Regions from separate parts of the Drosophila melanogaster genome. Here all the other regions are linked to region 3. Evidence: chromatin contacts called from public Hi-C and targeted proximity ligation data. All regions are on one chromosome and are shown on one strand. The core of a region is the stretch at or near the end of the contact, and the rest is flanking DNA. Distances in the headings are between cores, read along the strand shown.

Region 1 (3,886 bases), core at 620-3,119, 100 kb before region 3:
CAGCTGGCTACACGATGCCATGCTGCACGAGAAGCTCAAGGAGGTTTTGCAAAAGAAATTAAACTCTATTAAGCTGCCCAGCTTCATGGAGGAGGTTATCATCACAAACATATATTTGGGTGAGTCCCCATTACTATGTCATCGTGTCTCCCAACCGATGCTGGATGAACGCGGTGTTTGGATTGATGCCGATGTGACCTACGAGGGATTGGCACACATAACAGTTACTACCAAGCTGAATCTGCTGCGCATACGCAGCAAGACAAAGTCACCAATGGCCACCGATAATGTGCCCACCACCTCGATGCTGCCGGAGCAATCACAGGATTTGCGCAGCCTTTCAGAGGTAAATTCGGAGAACGTCATCTATGACAGTGATGCGGAGAGCTCGGGCGGTTCATCAACTGAATCCGAGAGCCCACCGCCGGGAAATGCCCCAGAGAATGCGGCTGGAACGGAGTGAGTATAGAAAATATTGCAACTACTTGTTTCGTTAGTGCTTACAATTCTAATATCTTTTCACCTTTTTTTCCAGATTTTTTCAGAATTCACCCGGTAATGCGCGTCGCATCTTTAAGATTGTCGACCGCATAGCCGCCTCTAATCTATTTCAATACGCCACCGAGCTGCCGTACGTGCAACGAGCTATGGAGAACATGAACGCGAATATCACACTGCGCGTAGATCTCAAGGGTTTGGTGGCCCGTGGCACTTTAAATGTGCCACCGCCACCATCCGATCGAGTGTGGGTTAGCTTTCGCGGACCGCCTCGCCTTTGGATATCCACCAAGCCCCAAGTGGGCGACAAATCCGTCGATTGGTCCATTGTGACCAATGTTATTGAGAGCAAACTGTGCGAGGCTGTAAACAAGTTTCTGGTCTATCCAAATATGGTAGACTTCTCCATACCATTCCTGAGTAACCCCAACTTTGATGAGGATCAAGGGAACGCAGCCAACTAAATACCAAAATATAGAGGAAAAGGCAGGGAATAAGAAAAGAGATACAATTTATATTCGATGAATTTAACACAAAGTGTGAGCGAGATTTTTTATGTTTACCTTGTTTATTTTTGATATAAACTTCAAGCTTAGATTAAATTTTCGATCTCCAGTTCCGGTTTCGAATACTTAATCGCATTAAATGATTGATGAGTACAAGGGACGACCGATTCCGAATGACAAGTTACAAAACGCTTATTTTCATCACATTCTGCTGAAACTCCAGAACAATTCCAATCTTAGCTACAATAATTTTCACCTACAAATATCAAGAAAGTCGCATAAGATGAATATAGCATATTGAATATGCCGCAACAGCCGCTCTGTGAGGTCATCAGGACAAGTATTCCAATAGGATAATGCAGGCATCTACAGCTCTATAAGTAATCCACTATTAACGAACAACTACAATATACACACCTATACATATATATTTATATATTCCAAGTAGATTAGTCCTAGAATGCGTGTGAATTTTAAATAAGAAAATCTAATTTTATTTGCAGTATGTGGTTATTTGATCGATGATCAACCATAAAATGTATGTACTTAAGCGTTTGTACTATTAAAAAGAACGCTACTAAATTATGAAATAGCGGAAATGGATCCGCATATTTTGCCAAATGAGAACGAAACTATTTTCTTGGGTTCCAATTTATACAATAACTACGAAATATCATTTACACGGTTGTTTCCAGGCTACACAACTAAGTAAATCATTTTAGCTCCACGTATATATAAATATATTTAAAAGTTTTTCATAAATAAATGATAGCAAAGTGCTAGCACAAAAATGAGTTTTACTTGATTCAAAACTGGCGCCTTTCATATTGGAGCTTTTAAGCTCTTGTTAACATACTGTTAACTGTACTGTTTGTGTGTCGCTGTTATTAAGATGCGCAAACTTCCAAAACCGGAAATGACCATATTTTCCATACACATAAACCATTAAAATTTCATTTACTTTTTCTTTATTTTAATTACTTTTTCGTTCACGTTCATAAATGTACATCTTTAAATGGGGATTTTTCCTCGCGTTCTTGGGAGGTTTTTTATCGTTTTTGTGTGTGTTTTAGTTTCATGCTTTCGATTTACGGCTTTTTCATTGCGCGATTTCCAAAAAGTACATTAAGTAAACTACAGACATACGTGTATATAATATGCATTAATAATAGTTATATATGTATATATAGAATTCAAAAATGTACAACATTCATTTTTAACAAAAGAGCCGGGAACACGAAGTTGCGCGCCCCGGCGTATGTAGTTAAAAACTCGAAGATAGCCATAGAAAAAACAACTAAAGTTACAACTTAAGGTTAGAGACTTATTAACTAATACACATACTAGTACAATGTCAATGCCATTTCATTTCTTATCATTTTCAATCGATATTTGTATATATGCATGCTTGTAATTTAATGGGCGTTATGCTCTATGCTTCTTTAAAAGTCATCTTTCAAAATTGATCTCACGATTTCGCTCAATCTCAAAAATGTGTGTTGTCATTCGTCTTAACTTATGTGATTTCTGTGATGTTTTTGAGTGGTTTTCGAATGCCTTGCATGATTGCATAACAAAATCGTAATAGACTAAGAAAAATAGTTACAATATTACGCATATTGTAGTTTACTACTTAACAACTAAAAAACTGCTATCAAAACAGATTTACAAATAAATATTCCAAGTGTGAGTTTCATTCGTAAAAACCTTCGCGATCCATCCGACCCATTCGTTTGCTGGCAAAACATTGAGCAACATTTCTTGTAAGATATTCTTGAATATTATCGGTAAATGGATTATGCTGGCTATGATCTTAGCTTATTGTTAGATTAGAGCTGTATTAAACTGTTTTGTGTTCTCGTGTCTGTCCCGTTCCATGCGGCAAATGCATTTGAATATATTTCATGTTTCCATTGAGCACGTCGCGGTGTTCGGTAGGGCGTTGTATTTTTTGGGGGAGTTCTAGGAGGGATCGTCGCTCTTCACTGTCCTGCTGTTTTGGCTCGTTCCTACGTCTACTTTGCTAACTCTGAAAACTGTCACAACATCCGCTGTCCTCGTCATCTCCGATTTACAGACGCATATCGTTGTATTTGGCAAAGGCCTTGCACAGAGCAAAGGCCAGAATAATGAGGACCAGGTGCACAATGCCCACCGCAATGGCCACGATGACCAGTTCACGTTGCCGAATCAGCCACTCGGTAAACACCTCATAGCAGCCCTAAAACGATAGACAACATTAATTACGAATTCGTATCTATGTAGCTATCTTATAGCATACCTTCTTGTAGAAACTGTTGCTGTCGCTGGGGTTGGTTGTACAGTCCTCGTCGCGTGGCACCAACTTGGCCACATCCTTAAGGATACAGCAGGCATCGGGAATGGTGCGGTTACCCTTGCCGTTCACCCACGCTGGAGAGGCATCAAAATCGTGATAGTCATTGATGCCACAGCACCCAAAGTTGCCCATCAGTTGGTTCCACATCAGTGAGGTAGCATCCACATTCTCGCCCAGCGAATAACTGGTAATGGTCGTCTGCAAGAAGTTTTTGCTCTCGGCACGAACTTTGTCCTTGAAGAAGGCACCCAATCCGCCGGCAACGATCTCGGCAATCAGCAGCAGGATCAAAAAGGTTCCATACTGTGAAGAGAGAGCGATTTTCATTTAATGAATATTTAAAAAAATTGTATTTAAATTGTATCTGCAGCTTTATCTATTAAGCCACATTTTCTAGTGGCTCTTTATGATCACAAAAATTATCTTCAATTTGCACGCATTAATAAAAACTTCACGCTTAAATATAAATGCGTTCATTATTGCATAATACATTTATTCAATGATTTCTTGTTACGGTTGCCTGGTTTATTTATAACTCTCGCAC
Region 2 (3,944 bases), core at 732-3,231, 72 kb after region 3:
GCGAGCGAGCGAGAGGGAGTGAGGAAGAAAGAAAGACAGACAGTCTCGGCTAATTGTTTTCGCTCAGTGAAATGGAATGCCAAACACACAAATAGCCAACAATGTGCAAAACAAGCAAACGGAGACACTCAGCCGGAGGAGAAAAAGAGTGGAGGATCGTGATGGTGTGGATGTGGATGGGCCTATGGATCTTCTCTGGAATGACTTCGCCATGTGTACTTTGTTCACCGCCGATTCCAGCGGAGTGCTGCACTTCTGACAGCATTATTATGCGGTCTCAATTAGGAGATTGCAGAATCTCGGAGTCTGCAGATCAGGAGCAGGATGCGCTATAATGCGCCTGTCTGTCAGTAGCCACAGCCCATTAAGAACGACCAGGAAAGCCATCCACTCACAAAGTATTTAGACTGTGACCCCAGATGATTCGAAGTGGCGACTGAATATTCGCTTGCCAGACAAATGATTTATTTTTAAATACGTTTTCTATTGTAGTTTGCTCTGACGAAAGTGTCGAAAATGCGTTTCGGGAAACTCAACTATGTGGAGATCGGCGCTTAAAAGGATAATGAAATATTCAACCCCAGAAAGTCGTTCAAACATAAATTTCCAAACAAATTAAATTAGTTAATCTGAAAATTATAGTGATTATAACCAATTTATGAGTTATAATCAATTCCGAGCTTATTCATTTTCGATATTTTCCGAATGTTTATTAATTTTTTTCGATATTTACATATATGTACTAAATCGAACCTTATTTTAAATAACTAAATCGCACTTTTTTTCGTAACAAATAATTATTCCCGTTTTTACTCCTCAGCCAATTCTATATTTAAAGCCAAACAAGTTCTTATACAGAAGGGCTACCAATTCACGAAGATCAACAATTTTACCAAGTATTCAAAGATCTAACCAACTGCCAAATTGCTATTCTATTTGGGACTAGTCTTTCTTTTTTATCCTTGGCGCCGATTCCAAATGTGTTATCTATACTGATTATCATCTCGATCCGTTTCCGGATCTTCAGTCAAATCAGTAGTTGGCGGTGGATCCGTTTCCGTATCTGGATCGGATTTCGTAAACTCATCCGGTTCAAGACTGCCCACAAGTCCCAGATCTTGGGTCTCTGGCTCAAATGGATCCCAACACGGAGCCTTCGGTGGTTCATTGATAATCGAATCACGCATGGCACGCATTCCCATCTCAAGGGCGCAGTCCATGGAATTTCTGTCAGGTGGTTCGCGGGTTAGAGGCCCATTGAAATGCACATAAATGTCTCCCTGGGCAGCCAAATCTAGTCCGTAGGTGGTTAGATCCTCACCAAAGACCAGCTGCGTGGCGCCCGGATCCGTTTGCGTAGTCCTCATGGCGGCCAGCAGCCCAATGATCCCAAATTGATCTGACAGCATCGTGGCCGGAATATTAGTGAATTTCCCATCGTCTGTACTACGTATTCCCGCGGCATTTGTGTTCGTTGAGGAGGAGGTAGATGCCACCTCGGGCTCCTGCAACACTGATTCATAAGAGGGCTGACCAAAAAGATCAGCAAACGTGGGCATCGACGGCTGGCGATCGTAGAGTTCCGGGAAGAGTTTGTAATCCGATTCGATTTCAGATTCTACGCTCGAAGTGCTGACGACTTCCGGTGGCTCTTCGCTGGGCGGATCCGGCAAGGGCGGTGGACGTTGTGGCTCTACCTTTTCTGCACTGGGTGCAGTCTCCTGTTTCTTCTTTCTCAGCGCTATCGAGGGATTCACCTTACATCGTGGACGTCGACGCCGTGTCATTTTTTATCTTTTTATCAAAAAATGTCCTTGACTTGTGTCTGTGTTCGAGTGTTGTGGGGGGCTTGGGTGGCAGTTGGGTGGACGGGTGAGTGTGCGTGGATAATCTCGGACTCAGATAGCTTGATTCATAAATCCTTATCTCGAAGCCTATTTGAGAAGCGCCTATCACCGCCTTCCTTTGTGCTACACTACAACAAATTTTGATCTGTTTTGATGAATAATTCAAATGAAAACTGATTGTGATCGCATTGTGTGTGACGAGTAGAGATATTTCTAATGAAATCAATAATCGAAACAATGTTTAATCATTACCGCTTTCGCTAATACATTATGAATATAAATTTAGTTATATGATAATATATACTTATTTTTTTTGAATATGAAGTTAAAAGCTTTAGTTATATTTGCAACTTTATTGTTTCTCCATTACCGTTCCCCTACTTTCTCCCCTCACAAACAAATTGCATGAGTATTCACACTTTGTTAATTAATTAGGTGGTGCGTGCTCTCACCGGAGAACTTTCAACTTTATGCTTGTCATAAATATTTACAACTTCCTTCTGGCCATAAAAATCCTACACAAAGTACCAACTCCAATGAGGAAAAAAGAGACTGCGTCAACGTGAACGAAACAGAAATCATTTTGCTTTACTCCCAACATTTTTAGAAACATTCTATATATAATTGGAGAAATGACTCGGGAGAAGATGAAGTGGTAGATGTGCGTGGGATGGGGTGGAAACTTGTTGTTTGCCGCCCATAAATTGATCAGTTTATTAGATTCTAAGACCCGAAAAATATTTAATTGATTTATGCTCAATGAGTCAAAAGTCAGGCTAAAGTCATAAACTGGATGCCTGGGAACAAAAGGATATAATGAGTTGAACATAAAGGGGATTAGTAGAAAGCGATTTGGAAGTTTGGGAATGACAACCGAAATTAAGTGTATTTATATTATAGGATAGATATAGAAATAATGCACTTTTTATATAAAAGTTCACAAGTATCACATGATGTCGAACGGGTTAATAATATAAATAAATATGATGATAAGTTCAATAAATAACACAAAATGTTTACTTGGGAACTGTCAGTCATTGGTCAGTATCAATAATGAATCTGCCATAAAGTATGTCAAATAACTCAAAATTAATTCCTTTGACAACTGTGCATATACGCAAATACTAACATAAATCAAGTTAAATAGGTTTAAAATTCGGAACTTAACCTGCTTTGCCAAAGTAAAAGCCATTTATTCATGCATTGGTTTGCTATTCAAACACAACAATTCGTTCATTCAGTAGCCACACCTCGGCCATAATTTGTGCTATTTGTGTGGATAGGAAATTAGAACAATCAACTAGACACAAATCCCAACCAAAAAACCAGACAATGAGCAAATTTGTATCTAAATTGTTTATCAATGGATCTGGAGCCCACACCACATCGAGAGCGAACATTCAGATACATTTTATCTGCCATATAAAACGTATACGTATGTATCTGCGAAATACTCTTGTGTGTGGGGTAAGGCAACAAATTAGAAATAAACAAAATCCGTGGATGCGAAGAATTGCAAAAAGGCACAGAGCGAAGATACAAAGATCGAGATACACACTATATAGTACGAGTAGGTATTATGCAGATACAGATACGGATAGTTGGCGCTGCATTAACTAGTACTTACATAACTGCGGTAGGACGACATTACGTTGCTCTTGGCAAGCGATCCTCGATCGCAGATCGGATCAAAATTCGGTCACAATGTATGTTTATCGCCCTTTCAAAATTGGTGTATAATTTATTTTGGTATGGCCTGGGTTTGGTAATCCAATCTGGCAAACACTCGCGCGAGATCGAAACGGAGGAACTCGAACCGCTGACGACAATTACGAAAACGTATCTGCCGGATGCCGACTCTCAATTGCAATAGATGCAAAATAAATTAGATGCACTTACTGAAATCGCGCGCGTGCGACAAATTTCTACGACACTCTCTCTGCATTCCCCTATTTTATTCAATTTTATTTTATTGTATTTATTTCTTTTCTGCTAAGTAAACTATTATTTCCTTTGCTTTTATTTGCGCTGGGCGATACTCCGAGATCGGTATCGGGATCGGCCGTGTGTCACTTTACATAATCCACCGGCACGCAC
Region 3 (4,011 bases), core at 669-3,168:
TTTGGTTATTCGGTCTTATTTTTGACTTCGGGTATGAAATATGCATAAACAAAAATATGTCGAGTATCTTGTGGATATCGGCTGTGGTAAATATAAATATACCTTCCATAGCCTTCACACAGTTTGGCCTCAGATGCGTGCCACTTGATATGGCAGTGTCGAGAAATCAGAATAACAAATGATGCCGCCGCCTGTGTATCTATGTATCTCTGCATCTGCGAGGTGCCAGATCCGATATGTAATGAACCTGGCGCGGCCAAAAACTTTATCCACGGCACGTCGAAAACTTTTCCGAGGCGTTGCTCAATGCGCAATCTTCTAATTGCAAACGGCGCCCGGCTGTTCGAGTGGTCATAGTTCGCCTCGAGTGGCTGCCCGCTCGAGGGTTTCACTCAGTTCAATGAATTTGCATATGCTTCTAGTTTCTGGCGGGGATTGAGAAGCGGATGGGGTCTAGAACGGACTAGAAATAAGAGAAACTGCAGCTGCGGGATGGCAAAAACTTTGGCTGACGCGCGATTTACTTGGTTGAAGTATGGAAGACTGATGGCGAGGCGAGGGTTAAGACAAACTCTGAAATCAAGGCAATGAATTTCCCGCAAAAGAAATGTTTTTAAACGGAGAGGATGCAAAAGTAATTAAATTGAAAAACCATTATCAATAATCCCAATTTATGTACCTCTTTCTTATTTAATGGAGTAGATAACTTAGACTTTAAGTATTCGAACCACTCTAGTGACCTGGGGAAATAACATACGTTTTCCTCTGCATAGTTTAAAGTTAGTACGTTTGCTCCTAAGGGGCCTTAACCATATTGGTAGCTTTAACTTCCTCCATCGTTCCCCGCTTCTTCCCCAGCCCGCATGTCCAAGTGCATACTCGATATTATAACTCTACGGATGGATGGCGTGAACTTTACCTTTTTCGCTGTAAGTCCCACTCGACTTGATGTCGATCGATTCGAAGTAGCTCTTGACGGCATCACACTGGTGGGTCGATCCCCCAACGGCGTCCTTCGCCCGCGAGTCCCGCTGTAGGCGACGTCTGTGGTGCGTGGTGGCGCTGTGCAGGTGGTGCTGGTGGTGGTGGATACCATCCAGGTCCAGGTGCTTGGCGGCTGACAGGCCGACGAAGCCGCAGAGCAGGGTAAATAGCAAAAGCTGCGCTAGCCGCACGCTCCTGGCCGCCATTTTTGATGGGTGATTTCTGTGTGCAGACACAGTGGATGATGGGGCTAAATTTGATTTGCCTTTGAATGCTTCTCTTATTTTTATTTTAGCCGGTTATTTTATTTACTCTATTTTGCAGCACTTCTTCGTATTTACTTCTGCATGCTGTCTGGGTGAACAGCTGTTCGCGGCAACAAACACACACACTCACACAAATGCACTTGCCGGCTAACACGCACACACACACACTGGCACACACGGCCACAAACACGAGCGCACAAAACAAAAGGCCCCAAAAACACGCGTGAGCAATAAACGTGGTAGTAAACGTGGGATGGCGATAGTGGGTGGTGGTGGGTGGTGGTCGAAGAGAGAGCGCGTGTCTAGCACTTTTTGCTTTTCTACTTTCTAGTTTTGAAAGGTCGCTAAATTTCTCACAAGTATTTTCTTAACTTATTCAGAGACTTTCCATGACATAACAACGAATAGTACTCAATTCCTTAGCAATTGATTTGCCAGCGATTAGATTTGTTTTTTTTTTCTTCTTTTTAATTTTCTCCTACGTTTTGTGTACTTAGGTCGGCGAAAATAGATTTAATTGCAAAGCTCCTTGGCCACCGGCGTTCTCAGGTCGAGGAAATGCACTCGCCTTCTTTTCTAGCGTTTTTCCGCTCGAATTTCGCACCGATATTTTCAGTTTTTCCGCGCGCGCAACGAACCTTCCACGACGAGAAACCCGAACAGATTGACTTTGCCATCGAAATCAAACATCCGCCCTGAGTGCTACAACTTTAACGATGCGAACACGAACCACACTCGGCACTCGACAATCGGCGCTAAGAGAACCATCCGAACGCTCTCTTTCGAACAAAAGAGAACGGCGAGCACAGATGTTGGCACAGTGGTGCAATGAATAGAGGTGTTTATGCGAACTCAATTTAATTCACAGGTTAACGCCGAGAATACATGAGTAATACAAGGGCGCAATCTGAAATGAATTAATTAATTTGAGTCTTTAGAGTTTTGGAAAACGAGCTTCGAACTAAACCACAAACTTTGTAATGCTTATTAGATATTATAAAGTATTTTAATTAAGGAATGCCCAACCACAATTTATAAGATGTTGTATTTATTAACAGCATGTAGTATGAGTAAAAGGGGAAATTAAAGTTAGTAACGCAAGCTTAGCTTTCGTAAGATATCTATTCTCTTCGATGATTGCCAAACGATTTCGACAGCCAATGAATCTACGTAGTTCCATAAAATTTGATATGACACATATCCTGTTTTCGTTTTATATATTTCAATAGTGATTCGCATTTATTTATGGGTTCCGGCATTCTTCAGGACCAACTTCGAGTTTTCCCTGGCCGTGTCATCTGCCACAGGAGCTGGCTTGATTCTGATTATTTTTCTCTGTGTCCGATGGGCCTAAATATTTATTCAAATTCTCGAAATGCTCTTCTAAAAGCTTTCAACGTTGGCTCGCTGCAATTTGCATATTCAACGTAAATCAATCCATCTCACAGTGGTCTTCTCGGGTGCTCCGGTGGCTTTTAATCCGGGCTTTTATCGATGCCGCTGGTTGAAATTTGCATGCTCGGTTCTAATTGATGTCTGAATGAGTTCTAATTTTATTTCATAGGCTATGTTTTACGATCGGCTTGATGAACCCGTGGAGCAGGCTCAGATTTCACGCCTTTGAAGAGTCTCAGATGCTTGGCAGCTATTTCCCTAGGGCTAAATGTTTCTGTTCAAATTGATAGCCGTGTCATGACCTCGCACAGCACGTGTGGTGGTATCGTTTGTTTTTTTTTCTTCATTTCTTTTCTTTTGTTAATTTTTTCCCTTTGCAATTTGCGAAAACGAAGCGATTGTCTTGAGGCTGCAGCGGTGTGGCAGACAATGCACGACCCGAACACACCAGCCTCTTCTCCCCGGACTTTCACTCGTCACCCCGCGGGCACCGACCTCGATCTTAAATACCTAGGCGTCTCGGGGCGTCTGTGTATCTATTTCTTCATTAACAAGATACTATATAGCCAGGGCAGCGGGAACTTCATGGTGGTCAGTTGCGGGCGTCCAGCTGGGCGCAAACGCCCTCCCACCCCCCATGGATGTTTTCCGTTCCCGGTGATATGTTCATCACGAAATGGAATCCTATTCAAATTAGTGTGCGATAAAGAAAGACCTCCCAAAAAATAAGAAAAAAAAAAGGAGAAGACTCAAGACCCCGGGGCAAACAGCGAAAAGTGAGTCATGCGAAGCGGAAACAGTTCTCCAATGAAACGAATCCACATCAGAAACAACCGTGATGATGATGATGATGATGATGGTGATGGGATGGCGAAACGGCAACAAAAAACAAAAACGAGCTGGAAAAGGTGAGGTCGAAAATTAAACACCACCACATCGTTTAGATAAAGTTATAAATTATAATGTACACTACGGAACGATCGATGAGAGCGAAGGTCCCAAAGAAACCGAAACCGAAACCAAAACCAAAACCCTTTTACTTCTCGCTCTCTCGCCTTATTTTCCGTTTTTTTTTCCTCCTTATTTTTGTATCGCACAGGTAAACCGTAGGCATATATATTATATAGGTGTGTGGGTAAAGGTAGGACTGGAATTAAACGAATTTAGTCAAACGGCATCTATAAATTATGGTGCTTCTTTTTGGCGATCGGGAAAATATGAACGCTTTTAGCTCGGCTCGTTGGCTTGTTGGCCCAACTCGAATTTCGTTTAAACGCTTGATTTAGTGCAGCAAAATATGGCCAAATGTTGGGCTATCTATGCAGTTGTATCCGCTTGTGTTTGTGTGTGTGCGCGCATTCCACAA

Evidence for each region. A called contact is a pair of places that touch in the nucleus more often than the background predicts.
Region 1: a targeted proximity ligation map of the Kc167 cell line shows a contact between it and region 3, with 2.9 times the contacts expected there. A contact is called at or near these places in 6 of 107 Hi-C or Micro-C datasets (the Clone 8 cell line, the D17-c3 cell line, the Kc167 cell line and 2 more) and 1 of 7 datasets of targeted methods (the Kc167 cell line).
Region 2: a contact with region 3 is called in a Hi-C map of the S2 cell line, with 1.7 times the contacts expected there. A contact is called at or near these places in 15 of 107 Hi-C or Micro-C datasets (the Clone 8 cell line, the Kc167 cell line, the S2 cell line and 7 more) and 2 of 7 datasets of targeted methods (the Kc167 cell line and the S2 cell line).

The regions. Positions count from the first base shown.
Region 1 is chr3L:8,930,139-8,934,024 of dm6, reverse strand. Tsp66E (Tetraspanin 66E) reads right to left here. Exons shown (of 7, transcript NM_168298.1): 6 at 3,286-3,645; 7 at 1,960-3,225. The coding sequence ends at 3,076. It overlaps CG43783, which reads left to right. Exons shown (of 11, transcript NM_001274677.1): 10 at 1-459; 11 at 536-1,790. The coding sequence ends at 962. Among named protein-coding and RNA genes, the nearest start is that of lncRNA:CR43970, 17 kb to the right of the region's middle.
Region 2 is chr3L:8,754,026-8,757,969 of dm6, reverse strand. CG6576 reads right to left here and starts at 1,981. Exons shown (of 1, transcript NM_139996.3): 1 at 803-1,981. The coding sequence starts at 1,787. The coding sequence ends at 984. Fhos (Formin homology 2 domain containing) reads right to left here. Exons shown (of 19, transcript NM_001274670.1): 1 at 3,475-3,944. The coding sequence starts at 3,495.
Region 3 is chr3L:8,825,412-8,829,422 of dm6, reverse strand. It overlaps dally (division abnormally delayed), which reads right to left and starts at 1,918. Exons shown (of 9, transcript NM_001259756.2): 1 at 920-1,918. The coding sequence starts at 1,190.